2 separate regions of the Mus musculus genome follow, and region 1 is linked to region 2. A link is a contact called in public HiCAR-type data. All regions are on one chromosome and are shown on one strand. Each heading gives the region's core, a stretch centred on a gene start, on an enhancer-like site or on the middle of the called end of the contact. The rest is flanking DNA. Distances are from core to core; before and after follow the strand shown. Region 1 holds the start of Mcf2l (mcf.2 transforming sequence-like). Region 2 holds the start of 2810030D12Rik (RIKEN cDNA 2810030D12 gene).

The links. HiCAR-type assays count read pairs that join an accessible place to other places.
Region 1: a HiCAR-type map of embryonic stem cells shows a contact between it and region 2, with 2.2 times the contacts expected there. The contact joins the promoter of Mcf2l here to the promoter of 2810030D12Rik in region 2. A contact is called at or near these places in 4 of 39 promoter capture datasets (the 3T3-L1 cell line, hematopoietic stem and progenitor cells, hippocampal neurons and 1 more), 4 of 484 Hi-C or Micro-C datasets (cortical neurons, embryonic stem cells and nephron progenitors) and 5 of 115 datasets of contacts at active chromatin or transcription factors (craniofacial prominence, embryonic stem cells and pancreatic cancer cells).

What each region holds. Positions count from the first base shown.
Region 1 is chr8:12,914,061-12,917,234 of GRCm38.p6, reverse strand. Mcf2l (mcf.2 transforming sequence-like) reads right to left here and starts at 1,324. Exons shown (of 31, transcript NM_178076.4): 1 at 1,181-1,324. The coding sequence starts at 1,259. It overlaps Gm15351 (a long non-coding RNA gene), which reads left to right and starts at 2,011. Exons shown (of 2, transcript XR_870153.3): 1 at 2,011-2,656.
Region 2 is chr8:13,199,389-13,202,532 of GRCm38.p6, reverse strand. It overlaps 2810030D12Rik (RIKEN cDNA 2810030D12 gene), which reads right to left and starts at 1,751. Exons shown (of 2, transcript NR_166508.1): 1 at 1,240-1,751; 2 at 743-845. It overlaps Grtp1 (GH regulated TBC protein 1), which reads left to right and starts at 1,909. Exons shown (of 8, transcript NM_025768.2): 1 at 1,909-2,052; 2 at 2,333-2,484. The coding sequence starts at 2,006.

The DNA of each region.
Region 1 (3,174 bases), core at 75-2,574, 280 kb after region 2:
TCAGGATGATGTCACTGCTGGAGCAATTCCCACTCTTGTGATCCCCCACGCCAGCCAAGCACAGGTGGGAAGGGCAGCAAGTCCCACTTCTTCCTCAGGGCCCCCCTGGGCAGGCAAACAGCTCCCTGGAGCTCCACACTCATTCAGATCTTGTCCAAGCAACACCCAGAAAATTGGGCCACATCTCTAAGAGGAAGGGGACAGAAGGCATAAACGTCTGTCTTCTCTTTTCACCCATTTATAATAAGCAGCCATTTCACTTGCAAAGCCAGCGTTATAAACTGACCGTCTGTCTACACAAGTGCAGGGAGACCACCGCACTTGATGCTTATGCTGATTTAGTTATTTAATACAGGGAGGGTGCCACACCCAGCCCAGACAACGAATGAAATTTTAATCCCCCAGGAAAGTATTACTTAGAAAACTAGATAACGCCACGTATCACATAACACACGACAAAAACCAACCTACTTTTAATAGCACACCACTATTTCCTCCCCATGCCAGACACAACTAGTCAGTGGTACCTGCTTCTTCTGCAGCGTGCCAGGAACCCTCGGCACAACGGATGGAGGCCGACGGCAAGATGCATCCTGCCAGCTCCGAGGGGCTGAAATCTACAGGAGGCTGTAGCTTGTCCCTCACGGCTTATTTTAAGTAATCAGACAATTAATCCTGAAAATGAATGTCTAATTGCACTGCTCGCCCTCTTCTTAACCTATATTATTTTCAAATATTGGCTTTACGGCTTTAAGTGCATAGTGAGGATTTTACCTCCCATCCCATCCCAGTGTCTGCAGGGCCTGGGCTTGGACCCTGGACCATTCTGGGCTCATAATTCCATGGCCACTGCAGCAAATGAGGTGATGCTCCCAAGCAGACTTGCAGACTCCCCCCACGGGCAAATGGCTCCACTTACAAACCCTCATCTCCTAGAAAGCCAGCGCTGCTGATCTGTAATTCTCAAACTGTGTCAAGCAGAATAAAATCACACTGTCAATCCACAAAGCCTAGAAGATGATACCAAAAAAAAAATGCCCATCACGCCTGCCTTTGCTGTTATCAGTGCTAGGGAATAGTGAATGAAGGTGGTTATACAGCCATTAGATGCAATTCTCTACAATTCAACAAATGATGTCAAGCTTAAGAATATATAATCAAGGCCAGCGGCTCCTCCTACCAGTGTTCTTGGAAACCGCGTTTAATCTCTGCACCATTTCTTCTAGGGCCATCTCTTCATTTCTCAGCCAAAACCTCATCCTCCGATTCAACAAAACCGATCCCCAGAAGATCGTCCTCCGCTGCACCAGAGGTGCTGTCGGGTGGGGCTAAGCCGTGGGGAGGGGGCGCGGCTGGAGCGGGGAGGGGGTTGTGGCGCTTTCCTTGGCTTCCCAGGATTGGTCTCCGCGCCACAGGGAGGGGGGCGCGCTTTGCGTTGATGGGGGGCGGGGGGCGCTAGGCGGAAGCGGAAGCACTGAGCCTGCCGGGCGTGTCACCACCGCACCTGGAGTCATGCGTGTGCACCACCTGAGCACCTGGGAGGCTAGTTTGCATCAAGGGGGCATCAGAAAGCCCACTACGCAGGCGCACAGGTCTGCCCTTGCCCTTCCCCCTCTTCCTAGGGTTTCTGTCCTCCGGGATTGGAAGTAGCTGCTGCAGGGACGCGATCCCAAACCACCCAAAGAACATCCAGCCTGAGCCCAATGCTCCCTTTACTTCCTGCCCCAGGCCCCCTTTACCTCCCGCCGCTGCAGGGCAGGTGCAGAGTCCACAGCAGCCTAGAGCGCGCTCTCCACGAGGTCTCATGCCCAGGTAAGAGGGAGACGGTGGGTAGCTGGGTCAAGACTTGACTCTCCCAGCAAGGGCGGTGCCAGACCTAAGACACAGGTCTACGAGAAGGAAGCTCAGCTGTAGGCCCAGGGCTCCCTAACCTCGCCATGTTTGGCAGAGGGCCACGCTCTGCATCTGACACCACCGGCTTCACACAGATTCCGGGTCGCTGGTGCACAGAGTACTACTGCAATGCACAGGGTGGCGAACACCAGCCTCTCCAGCTGCTGGCCATCTTTTTATTGTTTGGTCAGACGGGTCGCATCCTGCCAACAGGATAAATGCCCTGGCACTGTGGTTTTCAGTAACACGTGGGAAACCCAGGACCACAGACTCCAATAACGAGAGTCTATCAAACCCCAGGACCACAGACTCCAGTAACATGAATTGTATCAGCACCATGGTGTGCAACAACGCAATGTGCACCAACATGTATATATCTCAGCACTATGGTGACCAGAAACATGTGTGTACCAACATGGTGTACATGCAGTAACATACATGTGCACCAAGACCAGTATCCAAGAATACATGCATTGGCACCACAATGGCCAACATATGTGCTCCAACGCCATGATTCCCTAAACTGCACCATCACCACAGGGCCCAACATGTATGCGTCGGTAGCTGCACAGACACACCTGTATGTACCGTAAGACCACAGCTTCCAACAACATCCACCCGCACTGAACAATCCAACTACAGACATGTGTGTACCAGGATGCCGTTGCAACAGTGTCTATGTTGGGTTCAGCACTGAACTAAAGGTCAAGACACAAAATGTCAGATGTCCCAGGATTTGTCCTCAGAACTCCTGGCCTGGAAGGTAAAGATCTATAAGATAATTGCCGTGCTAAAGTCCCCAAATCAATGTGTAATAACCACATATAGATATAATGATAAGATAGTAGAAATTGGCCGGGCAGTGGTGACACATGCCTGTAAACCCAGCACTTGGGAGGCAGAGGCAGGCGGATTTCTGAGTTCGAGGCCAGCCTGGTCTACAGAGTGAGTTCCAGGACAGCCAGGGCTACACAGAGAAACCCTGTCTCGGGGAAAAAAAAGATAGTAGAAATTACTGCTTTTCTGAAAGCTCAGCCCCTCAAGCAGCAGCAGTGGCTTTGCAGCAAGTCTCCACATGGACAAGTGAACCCTAGGCAGGCGATGCACTGTGCCTGTGGTCCTAAGAGTCCGGTCAGTTGACACTTGGAGCTGTGTGACATCTGAAGACTGAGACTGGGGGAGTCACACTCGTGCCCCCCAGCTCCAGAACCTTCGCTGCTCACCCCTCGCCCATGCCAAGCTGCTGCCTCCAGCCTCAGAGAAGGAAGGCTGTCATCAGGG
Region 2 (3,144 bases), core at 502-3,001:
TACATAGTGAGCTCCAGGATAGAGAAGTACAGACAGAGACCAGGTCTCAAAAAGCCAACCAACCAACTAACCAACTAACCAACTAAATCAACAAGAAGGAGGAGGAGCGGGAAGAAGAGGTAGAAGAGGAGGAGGAGGAGGAGGAGGAGGAGGAGGAGGAAATATGGAGGAGGAAATGTTCCAGCTCTGTGTGGTCAGACCAAGGGGAAAGTTGTGTATGAAGAGAATGTAGTCCAGTCTGTGGTCTGAGTCACCACTGGGGAAAGGTCAAGGTCAGAGCACTGGCAAGGACACTTGGTGTTAAAACACTGTTCACTGCTGGGCTGAGCTGATCTCTGCACGTTTTTCCCCAGAGGCAGCAAGCACTCTGGGCGACTGTGGGAGCTAGAATTTGGGGTTCTGCTCATGCCAGCACTAAGTTTCATCCAATGTCAACAGAGAAGCTCAAATCTGCAGCTCTAACTGGATTTTCAGGTTCATTTCTTGCTGTATTCTAAAAGAAAGATGGGGCTAGATATGGTGGCATGTGCCTTTATTCCCATTGCTCAGGATGTGTGTGTGTGTGTTAGGCAGGCACAGGTAGATCTCTCTGAGTTCAATACCAGCCTGGTGTTCATAGTGAGTTCCAGACCAACCAGAGCTACACAGTGAGACACTGCCCCCCCCCAATAAAAGAAAGTAAAAAGAATAAAATAAATAAATAAATACAAAATAAAAGAAAGAAAGATGGAGGCACCAAGGCTTTGGTAGAGAATCCTTGTTCAGCAGAGTTTGGTCAAAGCAAGGAGGAGGGAAAGCAATACAAACCTCAGGTTTTCTCATCTGTCTTACAGTAGTCTCAAAACCTAGAGAAAATGAAGTAAAGGGCAGAGCTGCGTATGTAGCCTTGAGAGAGAGACAGAGAGAGGGAGAGAGAGAGAGAGAACCGGTCCCACCGGGTGCTGCCTGTATTCTTGGCGCTGAGGTCAGGATCATTTACAGTGGGGTATCCAAGTGTCCCAGTGGACCAGGCTAAATTCTAATCCCACCCCCACCCCACCCCCGCCGCTTCCTGCTAGGTACTTTGAAGTTTCTAACTAGTTCAAGTGAGTTCCCAAAGTCCAGCTGAGGGTCATTCCAACTACAGTCAGCTGAAGGTGGGTAGCACCTTCTAAACACCACAGAAAAGTGCTTCTGCAACGTCCGATCCGTCCCACCGCTGACCACAGGGCCCGAAGGCGCCAAAGCCCTATGCTTTACCTCGGCACGGTGAGCATTCATAATCCAAACATTCCTCCACAGGTTTCCGAGGGCACCTCGCTAAGAAAGGCAGTCAACTGGTTTCCAAGCCCAGAGTCTGAAATCTCAAGAAACGGACGGCGACAGGGACCACGAAAGAAGCTCGGCACCGCGGCACTGTGACCCTGCAGTAGCGCACACAGCTGGGGCTTCCCTAGGCGAGGAGAGATGGTAAGGCGGCAACTCTTTCCAAGGCTAGACCTCGGGTTCCAAGGTTTGGAGAAGCGAGTACCCTTTGATGGTGGCCCTCAAAAACACCGTATGTTCTCAGCCTCGACAAGCAAGGAAGCAAAGTGGAAAAACAAACAAACAAAAAAACCCTCCTTTTTCAGCATCGGAGCTGGAAGTCCGAAGTCCAAAGTCCAGTCTGCCAGGCACTGAGGCTTGAAGGATATTTAAAATCCTGCAAAGTGGATCCAGGTCTTCTAACCTCGGCATAGGTTTCCATCTCCATGGATTTTCAAATCCCTAGTGCCAGGCTGCAGCAGGTGCACTCGGTTCGGGTCCCTAGGCGCTCCCATCTCCGACACCGCCCCCACCCCAGCCCCGCTCCGTCCACTCTACCCCGCCCCGCCCCCACTGACTCCGCCCCTCGTCCCCACCCCGCCCCCGTCTCGGCCACGCCCCCGCCGGAAGCACTCGCGCGCCCCGGGGCCAGCGGCGCACCGGGGTCCAGCGCTCGGGGCTGCAGAGGTTGTGAGTCCCGCGGTCCCTGGCCCTTCTCCGCATGGATCCCGCAGAGCGCGCGCAGGCGGCGCGAGCTCGGGTGCCCAGGTGGGTGCGGAGGCCGCGCGCGCGGGGTGCTGGGCGCCCTCTCCGGACTGGGTCTGAGCCAGTCGATGCTGCGCGGGGGACGCGCTCTGGTCCACGGAGAGCGAGGGGCATGAGGGGGTGGAGGGGATGGAGGAGGGGAGGAAGAGAGGAAGGGAAGGTGAACTGAGGATGGACGGAGGGGCGGACCGAGGGGTGTCGGGTGTCGGAGCTCTTGGACCCCAGCCGCATCCCCGCAGGCGCGGAAACTTGGTTCGGGGAAACAGGTTCTTTTTGTTTGTAGGATCGATCCGTATGGGTTTGAAAGGCCCGAAGACTTTGACTATGCGGCTTATGAAGAATTCTTTTCCACGTACCTGGTGATACTCACCAAGAGGGCGATCAAATGGTCCAAACTTCTAAAAGGAAACGGTGGTGTCCGGAAAAGCGTGACAGGTGAGAGGCCTGATGCTGGCTGGCATAGCGGCCATTCAAACAAACAGGACTTTCTCCCAAGGGCCAGAACCCCTGTGGCGAGACCCCCAGCGAGACCTCTGGACTGCAGGACCTCCCAGCAGTAGCTGTTACCCTGCAGTAGTTACAGTCCCTATGGCATGACTCCCCAACAGTAGAACCCTGTGAAACCTGTGAGCATGACTCCCCCGCCCCGCAGTAGAGGGATCCCTCTTTAAATGGGACTCCTCAGCAGCAGGATCCCCACCAGCCGGAACTCCCAAAGCCAGACCTACGAACACCATCACTACCCTGCACACGAGCATACACTGCATTTCCATAGGAACTGGACCCCTCTATAGTTGAACCCCACCACCCCCAAGCGCGACTTCTGGGACATCATGAGACCCCCTAGGAGGGTGTGTTTGTGCCACACAGCAGATGGGAGAGCTCCTTACCTGGTTGAATTTTCTCCATGGTCACCACGCCCTCTTAACTGTAGATGGGCAAAGTCCATATTTCCTGGGAAGCCTCGAGAAGGCCTTGTGTTCTGAGGGGGGTTAGAACAGCGCCTATCTCTCAGAGATGGGTAGGGGTGGGGTACCTAGGGCTGGGCTCCTGGAAGTCCAGTTCCAAGACAAACTTTCCTCTTTCTCTGAACAG